Linked DNA regions of Sus scrofa: regions 1 and 3 are each linked to region 2. The links are chromatin contacts, called in public Hi-C and HiChIP or PLAC-seq maps. All regions are on one chromosome and are shown on one strand. The core of a region is the stretch at or near the end of the contact, and the rest is flanking DNA. Distances in the headings are between cores, read along the strand shown. Region 1 overlaps TDP1 (tyrosyl-DNA phosphodiesterase 1). Region 2 holds the start of PSMC1 (proteasome 26S subunit, ATPase 1). Region 3 holds the start of KCNK13 (potassium two pore domain channel subfamily K member 13).

Region 1 (4,666 bases), core at 927-3,426, 230 kb after region 2:
GTGGCTGATTCTCCGGATCTGTGGCTCCCAGGGACGATTCGTTGGTATAAGGGGCTCAACCATATTCTGGAATGGAAACAAAAACCAAAAAACAAAACCTTTAATGGTCAAGAACAAGCTGATCATAATGCTACCCCTACTGATTCGGCGGTCACCCCAAGGGGGAGGTGAATTCTCACAGCACCTCTCCACAGGGTATGAGGTCAGCCCTATAAAACACGAAACAATTCCCATCACACCACTCCAATGGCTCTCTTCACATTCATAATTTATTTTTAAAAACCTCAAGGAGGAGTCCCCGCCGTGGCTCAGCGGAAACAAATCTGATCAGGAACCATGAAGTTGCAGGTTTGATCCCTGGCCTCACTCACTGGGTTAAGGATCCGGTGTTGCTGTGAGCTGTGGTGTAGGTTGCAGACATGGCTTGGATCCTGCATTGCTGTGGCTCTGGCATAGGCCAGCAGCTACCGCTCCGATTCGACCCCCAGCCTGGGAACCTCCATATGCCGAGGGTGTGGTCCTAAAAGGACAAATGACAAAAATAAATAAATAAATAAATAAAAAATAAGAACCTCACAGAGAATTTAAGACCAAGAAAGACCTGGCCTCTGCAGCCTCAGTTCCCCCACATTCCCTCATTCACTCACCCACATGCCCTATTCCCCCTCTTACCTCCTTACCTCTGCACTGCTTTTAAAGACTTGACGGCAACAGTTAAGAGTTCCACCCCTGGAGTTCCCTTCGTGGTTCAGTGGTTAACAATTCCAGCTAGCATCCATAAGGATGCGGGTTTGATCTCTGGCCTTGCTTAGTGGGTTGGGGATCCAGCTGCTGTGAGCTGCGGTATAGATCGTAGCTGTGGTGTAGGCCGGTGGCTGCAGCTCAGGTTGGACCCCTGGCCTGGGGACTTCCATAGGCAGCAGGTGCCGCCCTGGTTAAAAAAAAAAAAAAAAGTTCCACTCCTAATTGCTATAGTATACCCACACCACCAGCAGTAACCTCTGTAAGATTTTGCCAATGCCTGCATCAATGTAGCTCTTTAGGCAAATGGAAAATAAAAGTTTCCTATACTAAAAAAAAGTATGTGAAAATGTTTTCAATAAAGAAACTCATCTTGGAGTGTCCGCTGTGGCTCGTGGGTTAAGAACCTGACTAGTATCCATGAGGATGTGGGTCTGATCCCTGGCCCCACCCATGGGTTAAGGACCCGACGTTGCTGTGAGTGGCACAGGTCACAGATGCAGCTCAAATCCTGCATTGCTATGACTGTGGTGTAGGCTGGCAGCTGCAGCTCTGATTCGACTCCTAACCTGGGGACTTCCATATGCTGCAGGAGTGGTATTAAAAAAACAAAAACAGGAGTTCCCTTTGTGGCTCAGTGGTTAACGAATCCGACTAGGAACCATGAGGTTGTGGGTTCGATCCCTGGCCTTGCTCAGTGGGTTAAGGATCTGGCGTTGACATGAGCTATGGTATAGGTTGCAGATGTGGCTTGGATCCAGCATTGCTGTGGCTGTGGTGTAGGCTGGCAGCTGTGGCTCCAGTTTGACCCCTAGCCTGGGAACCTCCATATGCCACGGGAGTGGCCTAGAAATGGCAAAAAGACAAAAAAAAAAAAAAAAAAAAAAAAGAGAAAAAAACTCGTTCTCATGAGGTACATGTATAGCAACTTGAGATACTTTCATATTTTATATATATGTATATATATGTGAGTACCAGCACACACACACACACTCCATATCTTGTGTCTGGAATGAGTAGAGACCACATTTAGTGGTATAGACCACACTAACACTAACCGCAGACTTTCAAATAATTCAGTTAAAAAAACTTTAAAGACATCATTCATTTCATCGATTCTCTGTCAATATACTTTGCCAATATTTCTATATCATAGTCGCAAATGGCAAACAACCATATCCAAACCCAGTCCATCTATGAACTGCTCCGTGGTAGATTCTAAAAGAGTGTGGCTTCAAACCCCTTGTGCTGATCCTTCAATTGCAAAACCAGGTTAACAGCCCTGCTGTGTGCCCATGAGGTGAGGAACAGGGTCCAGCATCCAGCTGTGCTCAGCAAGTCTGAGCTATGCCGCCTTTTCCCCTTTGTGGCTAATTCCGCCGCTGTTGTACTCAGCAAGCCAAGAAAGAAACTGCCCAATTCCTCTTTCTCCTGGCGGCCCTCAAAGGAAACTGGCGAGAGGCAGGCCCTCAAAGCAGGAAGCGCCCGGAACCATGTGGATCCTGGCTGTGTGTCTTCGAGCTCTGTTTCTAGAAGGGTGGCAGGTCACACCTTTCCCTCTCACCTCGAGGAGACCCCCTGCAGGAAGGGGAACACGTGGGACCTGGGTCTGTGGCTACCTCGCTGCGTCATTTGGAGCCAGCTCCATGACCTCTCTGGGTCTCCCTCTGCCGCCGTGTGTGTAACATGACTGCATCGGGCCAGATAGACGGGTTAAGGTCTCTCTATCAATAGTGACTTGGAACCCAAGGTGAGTGGGGCTCCCCCTGGATAAGAGGGGTTCAGGATGAGAAACATGAAAGACAACACCCTTCTAAACCAGGATCCTGAGATGTGGGGCTTTTTTAACACTTCACAAAAGAAGAGAGTTCCCTGGTGGTCGAATGGGTTAAGGATCTGGCATGGTCACTGCTGTGGCTTGAGTTTGATCCCCGGCCTAGGAACTTCTGCATGCCATGGGCGCAGCCAAAAAAAGCTGAAAACCAAAAACTAACCAAACAAAAATAAGATGAAAAATTATCTTAGGCCAAATAGTTTGAAAAGTGAGAAAAGGGAGTTCCTGTCGTGGCTCAGTGGTAACGGAACCTGATTAGCATCCGTGAGGATGGAGGTTCGATCTCTGGCCCTGATCAGTGGGTTAAAGGTCTGGTGTTGCTGCGAACCATGGGGTAGGTTGCTGATGCGGCTCAGATCTGGCATTGCTGTGGCTGTGGTGTAGGCCGGCAGCTGCAGCTCCGATTCGACCCCTGGCCTGGAAACTTCCATGTGCTGCAAGTGTGGCCCTAAAAAGCAAAAAAAAAAAAAAAAGTGAGAAATTAATAGGTAGCTCAGAAGCAGTGAAAAGTATGACTGGAACACTTGCAGAGCAGAAGTCCTATCAGCAGAGCCATAACAGGCCGACTATGAAATAAGATGACACAAAAGAACTGCTTTTAAATGTTTTTCAAAAATTACAACCCACAACAGGAACCTGAGAATTATCAGAGAGAGGCGAATCTGGGCTAACGGTGAGATAACAGTACCCCTGACACCGGGTGGCTGGTGGAGGGATGCCGGAGGGAGTTTCAACTCCTGGTACTTGGGAGTTCTGAAGCTACTACCTAGTCAATATGTTTTTTAAAGATTTAAATTAAAAGAAAAAAAGTCTAAATAAAGGGAAAAATGAACACCCCAGCCCTTTACCCTTAATCCCTTCCTCAGAGCCACCACTGGAGAAGCCTAAGGAAGCAAAGCTGCCTGTAAACGCAGCTCTGCAAAGAGCCAAGCCAGCCCCTGCAGCTGCGCCAATTACTCATCCCCCCACAACAAGCTCTAGTAATCTCAGTTCCTTTTGAGATGGGGATGCCTATGAGTCACGAGTCCCCAAACCCAGTCAGCAGCTTAGAAGCTGCAGGGGCGGCAAAGGCCTCCTTCGCTGGAAGTGTGGTGGCTCAAGAGCCCTGTGGCTGAGGCTTGTGGAGACGGTGACCCCATGACCCTGGACACGTCAGAAGGACCCTGCATTCAGGGAAGTGTTTCTTCAGTGGGACACCTGGACACGAGAACATGCGTGTAGGAAAACTGTGAGGCCGTGAGGACCGGGGCTGGAGCCACCTGTTACAGAGGGAAGGGGGACGGAGAGGGGACGAGCGCCGTGTGGCTCAGCGAAGGGTCTGTCCTCAGACTCAGAAGGGCTGTATGAAGGGAGAGCGAACCCTCGGGCGGCAAGGCCCACTCAGTCCAAGCAGGGCCCGAGGATGGGGGCTGGGAGGCTGTCTCAGCGCCGCCTGAGCTCAAAGGCCTGAATTACAGGTTCCAGCCCAAGCTGGGCAATGATGTGGAAAAGGGGAGGCAGTGGAGACTATCGAACCCTGAAAGGCCAAGCTTCTTCCTACGCAGGAAGCCAGAGACGTGCAGAGTGGCTTAAATGAGGAGGGGGGACCAAAAAGGGAAATTTAAGTTAGGGCCTACCAGGAGGGAAAACAACAGGTGAAACCCATTCGAACACATCCTTAGAAATAAAAAGTTTCATGCACTTGCAGAATAGACTTGTTGTTGCCAAGGGGGAGGGGGAGGGAGTGGGGTGGGTGGGGAGCTTGGGGTTAAGAGATACAAACTATTGCCTTGGGAATGGATTCGCAAGGAGATCCTGCTGTAAAGCACTCGGAACTGTGTCTGGTCCCTTATGATGGAGCACGATCATATGCGAAAAGAGAATGTGTACATGTACGTGTAACTGGGTCACCATGCTGTACAGTAGAAAAAAAAATTGTATTGGGGAAATAACTATTAAAAAATAATAATAAAAAATAAATAAATAAACACAAACTTTTCAAAAGAGATCACAGAGTTGCCCAGTGGCTCCAAAGGTTAAGGACGGAGTGTTGTCACTGCTGTGGTGTGGGTTTGATCCCTGGCCCTGGAACTTCCACAAGTCACAGGCACA
Region 2 (4,226 bases), core at 1,139-3,638:
AAGCCGAAGAACACGAGCTATGGAGTTAGATCCAGGTATCAATTCTGACTCCATTACTAACTAAGAGGCTCTGTGACCTCAGGTTAGTCAGGTCACCTCCCTGGGTCTTAGTGTCCTTAACTGGAAAGTGGGGATAATATTACCTTCTATCTGTGGTAATATTATCTGTTGCTGCAAATTAGGTAGCGCGCATACAACACTTCACATTTGTGTGATTCACAGTACCTACTAACCAATATAATATGGTTGGTGAATAAGAGATGTTAGGGTCAGGACTTCGGTTAGAAAAACTGGCTCTGAAACAAATCCATTCTGCTTCGGTTCTTCGCTCTCCTCTATCCCCATCTAGGTCATTATATCTTATCTGGGCTCTGGTCTCCCAACAGATTTTCAGGTCTAGTTTCTTCCCTCACCAGTCCAGCTACCACCTTCTAAAACAAAGAGCCAATCCTATAAATCTCAAGAACCTTCAATTGCTCCCTAGCATTTACAGTGTAATGTCCAAACTCTTAAGCTTGGTATGCCTGGCTCTGGTCAAACTGGCTACAACTAACCTTTCCCAGGTTCATCTATCTTTCCTATGATCCCCCAAGTCTGGCCCCACCAGAGGATGTCTTCCTGAGCGGGTCCCAAAATTCTTTATGTCTAGGGCATTGTACATGTTTCTCAGCCTCAAATAATAACAAGCAGGCACTATATGCAGTGCGCTAAACAGACTGTTTTATCCTTACAGACGCTATGAAGTCAATACTATCATTACCCCTTGTTTACAGATAAGGAAACTAAGGCTCAGAGAGGTTAAGTGACTTGCCTACTGTTACAAAGCTGATCAGAGAGGTAGCCAGGAATCACACCCAAGCCCACCAGACACCAATACCTGTGTTTTTCTTTCTTCTTTTTTTCCCCCCCAGTCTTTTTAGGGCCACACTTGCAGCTTATGTAAGTTCCCAGGCTAGGGGTTGAATCGGAGCTGTAGCTACCGGCCACAGCCACACTCGATCCAAGCCACATCTGTGACCTATACCACAGTTCACAGCAACACCGCATCCTCAACCCACCAAGTGAGGCCAGGGATAGAACCCGCGTCCTCCTAGATAAAGTGGGGTTTTCTACTGCTGAGCCACGACGGGAACTCCAATATCTGTGCTTTTCTACTGCATGGATATTCAGTACATCACAGCAAAGACCTACAGGGTTTGTGTTCTAGGATGGCTTCCTACTCAAAGTTTCCTCCATGGTAAACTGAGGACAATAATAACAATTACCTTAAGGGACTGTTGAGAAGAATAATGAGCAAATGCTGGAAAAGTACCTGCCACGTAATTATCATACTTAGAATATTGTTACCTCCCCAAATCCTTCTAAGACCTACAAGACTATGTGGTCAGGACTTCTTACTGTTGACCATACAGGCTAAACATATTCCCATCTCAGTCAGGCCCTTTGCACTCGCTGTTCCTTCTGCCTGGATCAGTTCCCCTCAGATATCTGCATAGGCTACTCCCTCATTTTATTTAGATCTCCGCTCAAATCTCACATCCTCACTGGGACTCGCTGATACCCCATGGAAAACAGCCAGCTCTCCCCATTCTACCCCTTCTACATAACAGCCACAAGCAACGACCGCCCATCTGGCTCTATCCCGCCCCCACATCCTATCACACATTTATTCCTCTATTTTTTGTCTGCCTTCTCTAGAATGCAAGCTCCATGAGGCAGAGACTGGGTCAGTTATGCTCATTCCCTGTATCACCAGCATCAATTCGTGAACTAACAAAAATGCTAGCTGTTTTTATTATTACTAATGCACTAAGGGGCCTTTCCCGCCGAGCTCCACCTGTTAGAAAAGCGTCGTAAGGCCTCCCTCAAATGCCCCCACTCCGGGTTTCTCCCACGACTGCGCTCCCACTCTTCAGCTGACGCGAATCCCTCCTTCGCTCTAGTCGCACATCCCTCCACCCGGGCGGCTCCGAGAGCACTGGCCCCAATCACTTCAAGAGGCTCCCGCTGACACTACCCGTACTAGTCAGCAGAGCCCCAGCCCGTGGAGGGGCAAAGCCGCGGGACCCGACCCGACCCTCTCCGCCGCCCCTGTGGGCCGTCTGGCGGACACTCCGGGCGGAACCCCGGCCCCAGGACCCCGGGGAAAGGCCCGCTCGTTGGCCCCGGCCCGTGGTGGACCTGAACACTGCCTCCAGGAGCCTCAGCCCCCGCGGAGGCCGGACCGGCGGGCAGGGGAACGGGCTAACCGAGTGCCTCCACCAGCCGCCTAGTTCTCTCGCCTCGAGTCGCCCTGATCCTGTCACACCGCCACCACCAGTCGAAACCCTTAGTCACTCACCATCTTGCTTTGGCCGCTCGAGCCGCTGCTGCCGGAAGTGCACTGCCGGGGCGGGCCGTCAGGAGCGGAAGTTGAGAGGGACGCTACGGAAGCCCGATAGGAACCAAATCCCTTACGGACGAAGTCACACACTAAGGGCTAGTGCGGGCGGGTGGGGCAGTGATGTACTAACTTGTGAGATGTGAGCCTTATGAATATTTAACTTGAAAAAGCTTTAAAATCGCAGTTATTAGGTTGTTGTTAACAACCTAAGACAATGACCTCAACTGTCAAGAAACTAAGACAATTGTGAAAATCTTTAAAATATGGCAAAAATCAAACTGAGAAAAACTTTACTGCTTCAAGAACTGGAATGGCATTTGAAACCGCGAAGCTGACATACACTTTTGCACCAACATTTAAGTTCTAATTTGGTCTCTGGAATTAAGCTGCTCGTCTGAGAGTACTTCTTGGTCTCAGGAATCATCTGTGTGTCTATTTTCTGATGAATTCTAACTTGCGATGGTGCTAAATCTTGTCTCAAAAGTCCTTATCTTGCGCCCAGTTTGTAAAGTTCATTGTTTGTTACGTCCATCAAGACATCAGAAAGATGGCAAGCATTCTTTCAACCTTTGGAAACTGCCCTAACAGGTGCTCAAGATTCTGCATCTTGCTGAACTGAAGAGATGGATACCACGCACACACACACCCAGATTAATTCAGGCATTTTAATTTTGAAGCACTAAAAATATTTCCCTAATGCACAGCAGGAAATTAGTCTGTTTCCTCCTCATTAAGATATTGTAATAGAAAGTCTTGACACTGTCAGTCTCCACTAACAATTCTGGCATCTATATGATACATGAAATGATAGACTAGGTTAGGGGGCGGGGCCACTCTCCCTTTATGGATGTTGAAAGCGATTTCTGAGTTGAACAAAATGTCTAGGCAATCTGTGTGAAAGGTGAAGAGGTGCAGTGTCCCTGAAATGGCGTCACATTCAAAGAACATAGGCTAACAGTCAAGGCTTAAGAAGTTATTCGGCTAGATATTCGCCAAGAAGGACTTCTTAAGGCATAGCAAACTCATCCCCCTCTTTTCTCCCCAGCACTGACCCTCTCAATAGTCTCCATCCAGCTGACAGCCATCAGTGTATGGAAGAAATCAGCCTGTTGGAATGCCTCTTCACAAGATACTAATTTTTGATTTAAAAAAGAAGAGCAATTAAATAGGCAATCAACCCATTGGTTAAGAGTGTTGGCCTCCGCTTCAGGTCTCCTTTCTGGCCTCAGAGCTGTGTGGTCTTAGTAAGCTATTTAACCCCCTTTGTGCCTCAGATTTGCCATCTGTGAAATAGAGACCTTAACAGTTCCTCCCTCTTGGAGTCCTTGTTTGAGGACTAAAGTACTTAGAATTCTAAGCATAGGATACAATTATCAGTAGCATTATTTTTAATACACAGATTGCTTCTGGCTTCCCCATTCTGTGCATGTATCAGATGGTCACATATCCCTCAGAAAATTTATAATCTATTGGTGCAGGAAACTTCAAACATGTTTTCCTCCCCGTGTCCTCCAAAACATTTTGCAAAACCATGTATTCTGTGACACGTTTCTAAGTTGGCATCTAAATTTCATTGTAAGTTTAAATAGCTGCAAAGGATCCATATGTCTGCACATTGAAAGTCTTGACATTTCACTATCTACTAGGGAAATCTAGCTTGATAGCTTGATATCTAACATCCATTTGGAATTTAGGTACACAGGTTCATCTTTATCACTGAAAATTCTTCTCCCCTTAAGGGATTAATATCCAAAATATATAAAGAACTCATACAACTCGACAACCAAACAACCAATTAAACCTCAATGAGATATCACCTCACACCTGTCAGAATGGTCATTAT
Region 3 (4,190 bases), core at 931-3,430, 160 kb after region 2:
CATGCCCAGCCGTCCATGACATCTGCAGTTCCTCTGGCACTGACGTTCAGCAGTCTATACACACACTCTGCTCCTTCCTACCTCCATGTCCATGGGAAGTACAAAGAGGTGGCTTTGGTGGCAGTGGGGAGGATTTAATTCCCCCATCTCCCACCGAAGTCACTCCGAAATGAATAATCTAAATCAAAACCCTTACTAGCTATGCAAACATAGCAGATCAAGGGAAGTTCGACAGCAACTCTTCTCAATCAGTTCGTTCACCCCAAGTCCTCCTTTCATAGGAGGAACTGTCTTGGGAGGACGTAAGTGATTGCACTAAGAGAGTCCAGCGGAGAATGTGGGCTGGGGAAGAAAACCATGGAAGGGGGTATGACTCCATCTCCACCCCCAGCAGGGACCCAATATTCTGGTCATCAGGGGGAACGCTATGAGTTTTTCTTACCAGATACCCAGTTACCGTGGTGTCATAGTGGCCAGCAGATGGGCAGGGCCACGTGGGATGAGATGTGGTGGGGGTAGCAAGCTGGGTGGTTTAGCACAAAGCACTTCAGATACAGTCCGTGCGTCCATAATCATGCCAATGCCCGCGTCCTTGCCTCCTCCTCACCAGCTGAAGCCACCGCTTCTACACTACCCCCGGGAAGTCTTTGACTAATCAGGCCGGAGGCTGATCTCTGTTATACTCTGTTGCTCCTTCTCCTGGCAGAACGTCTACCTAAGACGACCTTGCGTGGGAGCTTCAAGGAAGTTTGCCTTGTCACCCGCCTCACTGACAAGCTCTCCTGGCAGCACAGGGGCCACTGTTGCAGAGCACCTGCACGGCACCCCCCAGCCTGGCTGCGACTCTGGCTCCAGCTCTCTGCTTTCTTTCTCTGAATTTCTGCAGCATCTTCTCCAACCCCCTTCTCATCTTGATTACACTGAAAGGGTGAACAATCTTTGGAGTCGGCGCAAAGACTCCCAACCTTTTTCCTTCTGCTGTGAATGAAGGCATGACTGACAGTAGCCATGCCCCATTCTTGCTCAAAAACTCTCAATGGCTCCCAACTGCCTCTAGATAATTTCTAGGTCCTTAGTCTGTCGGTAAAGTTCCCCCCATCCATCCCATTAGCCAGATGACTTCTCTAGCTTACCTCTCACTATTCCATTCAGATCAGGGAGCTCAATGGGCCCTGAAATCCATCCCCCTCCCCCTGCCCCCCAGGGTTAAGCACTCTTCATCTCCAGACCTCAATCAGACCAACACTAACTGGTTCAGCCCATAGGTCTCCTCTTCCTGGTAGCAAAGTTTTCATCCTTGTTACAGCTTTTGCCTCCTTACTTCCAATCTCATGTTCATCTGATTTTCTCAGAGTTTGAAGTCAGGGCCCGTCTTTTAAAAATCTGTATCTCCTCTTCAGACCAGTGCCTTACGCCTGGTTCCCGTCTCAAGTTAAGCTTTCTCCCTGATGTTCCTAGAACTCAAACTGTCTCCTTAACTAGATGGAAAATCTCCCAGGGCAGAGTGTCTCCAATTTAAGGATCATTCACAGCCCCTGGGGATTTTGTTAATGGTCAGATTGAGCCGCCGACCCAGGTGGTCTGGGGAGGGGCTGAGACTCTGCATTTATAACAAGCTCCCAAGTGATGCTAATGTAGCTGGTCCTTGGACCTCACTTAGCAAAGCAAGGAGGCCGTCACACCTGTTGATCAGGCAACAGCTCACATCTGTGCCGCCCGGCTGAGCGTGGATGTGGGGGAATGCAGGGTTGGGAAGCGCGGTTCTGCCCTTCGAAGCGCCCAGCTAGGAAAACGCTAACGAGTCCGGCCGCCCCTCTATCCTCCCCCGGAGGCCACTTACCTATGGTGGACACGACGGTGCCCACGAAGTAGAAGGCGCCGGTGAAGTCCCAACGCTGCCGAACGTTGTCCACGCGGATGCCGGCCTCGGTGGCCTCCTCGTAGTGGCGAAGGAAGCCGCGCAGCTCGTCGCGGCTCAGGTTGTGGCGGCGGCTGAAGTTGGCCAGGCGCTCCTCCCAGCGCTGCTTGGCCTGGCGTTCGTGCGCCAGCTCCAGCGCCGAGAAGACGGCGGCGCCACCCAGCAGGTAGAGCACGATGAGCGCCGCGAGCAGCAGGAAGCGCGCGTTGTCCTCGTTCAGGTGGCCCAGGCCGCAGCTGCAACCGCAACTCCGGCCGGCCATGGCCGGACCCCCGGGGGCAGCCCCGTGCCGGGCGGCCGTGGCCTCGGGCTGACGGTCGCCCAGGCCCCCCCTCCCCCCGGGTGGCGGGGGCTCGGCCGGCGCTCAGCCCGCCTCTGGCCGCCCGACGGCCGGCTCGTCCATGACCGCTGGGCGCTTCTCCAGGCCACGCGGCTCCCGAGGCCGCCGCGTTGACCGCTCCCGCAGCGCCAGCTCCCCACGTCCGCTTTGACTCCTGGTTTCAAATCCGCTTTTTCGCCGCCGTCCCCGCCCCCTAGGAATTCTAAATGCTGAAAGGCTGAGGGACCCGGCGAAGACTCCGCTTCTGCTTGGCACGAGGAGGCGGCCCCTGTTTCCCGCTGCGGCAGTGCCCGGCTCAGAATGGGGAGGGGGCGTGGCGCATCTTCAGAGCAAACTCCGGCGGACTTGACCTTCTCCCGCTACCAAGGTGTGGGGCCCTCGGAGGCTGAGGGGTGAGCGGACAGCCACGGTCTCTGTCTCCTTGACCATTGCTTTTCAAGCCGCCGACGGCTAGGACGCCAGGTCTCAGTCGGCTGGTGTTGGAGGCCCCTCTCTAGATGGATCCGCAGTGCTGTGTCCCAGTCTCGGCGTCGCGCGGAGCCTCAGGACTCCTGGGTCCCCGTCCTGGCTGCCGGAGCCGGTCCCCGGTGGGCGCACGGACAGAAGGATGGTGCCGAGCGCCTCTCACCGGTTCCGACCTCCCGCCCGGCCCCCACGCTGCGCCGCATCCGGCAGGCTGATGCACTGGAGGAGGAGACCAGAAAAGGAGATTGGAATGAGGGGCCTCTCCCCCGGGTAGCCTCCCTGGCCTTGCCCGGACCAGCACCCCTTGGCCTCAGAGTCTGGGCGAGGGCGTCTTCCGCCCCCACGTGTCGCCTCTGCTGACTCGAAGCGCGAGCTGCTAGCCAGCCCTAGTTCCCGAGAGGCCAAGGACCGGGGGCCGCAGGCGGTAGCGGCCGGGAGATCACGACCCCGGGGGGGTCCATCTCTTGCACCCAGGCTTGGCTGCCTCAGTGGGCTCCAGAGATCTTGCGCCAGCAGGGCTCAGCGCAGGGTGCTTTCCCCCACCCCTTGCAGACCAGCCACCGGCTTCCTAGCAAACCGCCGGGGGCGCCTGCAAGAGACCGAGCCTTTCAGTGGGCGCTGGCGCCGCGCTCGGGTCTCACCTCCCGGGGAGTGCCCCCTCGGCGCCGCTCTGTCAGGACTGTGCTTCAGGTCCTCTCCTCGCAGCAGTTCTGCCCTGCAGAGCGAGGCGGGGAGCAGAGGTCCTCGCCGGGCTCTGCCTCGCCTGGTCCGCGCGCTCCGGCGCTGCAACAGGTGGAGCCGAGGCAGCGGCGGTGGCGACTCTACCCGGCCTCTCGCCTCCCCGCCGCGCGGGGCGGCTCCCAGCACTAGTCTCCGCCTACTGATGCCGGCTCTCGGCTGGGCCACCGGGGGCTGCGGCGCTCCTATCTCAGCGCTGGACCGGCAGATTCCGGGAGTGGGTGCTGAAGTGGAGGGTCAGGTGCTTAGCGGGCCTGTGTGGGCCCCTCCAGGGCCAGAAGAGGGCGCTCTGTCCCCTTCAGACACGTCTCTACCCCACCTGCGCACCCGGCCACACACTGCCCCTCCGGAATTACCAGCCCCTGGCATGTGGGAGTGAATATGAATGCAGGAAGAATAGATGCGTGGGCATCTTGGAACTAAGTAGAATCCCCCCCCCCACTTCCCGAGAGAGAAATCCCAGCCTCAGAGCCCACCCACCTAATACTCCCCAGGAGCAGAGAATAAAGAAACACACACTTCCGGATTCCAATACATCTGCCATCAGAAGCCTTGTTGCTGCTAGTATTCCTCTCCCACTCCTCTCCCGTTATCCACCTCCGAAATGTCCCTCGTTTATCTAGCCTATCGAGGGCAAGAGCTTTAGAGGGTAGCGCTTACAGGAGGAGCTTGTGTATACACTCAGGGTGAGCCCTGCAATTACTCCTCCACCTCATTTTACCATGAAAA

What was found. Hi-C and Micro-C count contacts between places; a contact is called where the count stands out from the background. HiChIP or PLAC-seq counts read pairs in DNA pulled down with a chosen protein or histone mark.
Region 1: an H3K27ac HiChIP or PLAC-seq map of alveolar macrophages shows a contact between it and region 2. The contact joins the enhancer-like site here to the promoter of PSMC1 in region 2. A contact is called at or near these places in 3 of 5 promoter capture datasets (fetal liver, fetal skeletal muscle and liver), 27 of 47 Hi-C or Micro-C datasets (adipocytes, adipose tissue, alveolar macrophages and 16 more) and 2 of 2 datasets of contacts at active chromatin or transcription factors (alveolar macrophages and skeletal muscle).
Region 3: a Hi-C map of brain shows a contact between it and region 2, with 4 times the contacts expected there. The contact joins the promoter of KCNK13 here to the promoter of PSMC1 in region 2. A contact is called at or near these places in 6 of 47 Hi-C or Micro-C datasets (brain, embryonic fibroblasts, epiblast stem cells and 2 more) and 1 of 2 datasets of contacts at active chromatin or transcription factors (alveolar macrophages).

The regions. Positions count from the first base shown.
Region 1 is chr7:111,797,216-111,801,881 of Sscrofa11.1, reverse strand. It overlaps TDP1 (tyrosyl-DNA phosphodiesterase 1), which reads right to left. Exons shown (of 17, transcript XM_005666389.3): 9 at 1-66. Among named protein-coding and RNA genes, the nearest start is that of TDP1, 32 kb to the right of the region's middle. Within about 2 kb of position 2,176, at least 6 of the 83 cell types and tissues checked have an H3K27ac peak or open chromatin away from gene starts, as enhancers often do. A contact at or near this core is called in alveolar macrophages and retroperitoneal adipose tissue, where this site is marked.
Region 2 is chr7:112,026,066-112,030,291 of Sscrofa11.1, reverse strand. It overlaps PSMC1 (proteasome 26S subunit, ATPase 1), which reads right to left and starts at 2,388. Exons shown (of 11, transcript NM_001244151.1): 1 at 2,342-2,388. The coding sequence starts at 2,344.
Region 3 is chr7:111,865,735-111,869,924 of Sscrofa11.1, reverse strand. KCNK13 (potassium two pore domain channel subfamily K member 13) reads right to left here and starts at 2,180. Exons shown (of 2, transcript NM_001244596.1): 1 at 1,841-2,180. The coding sequence starts at 2,180.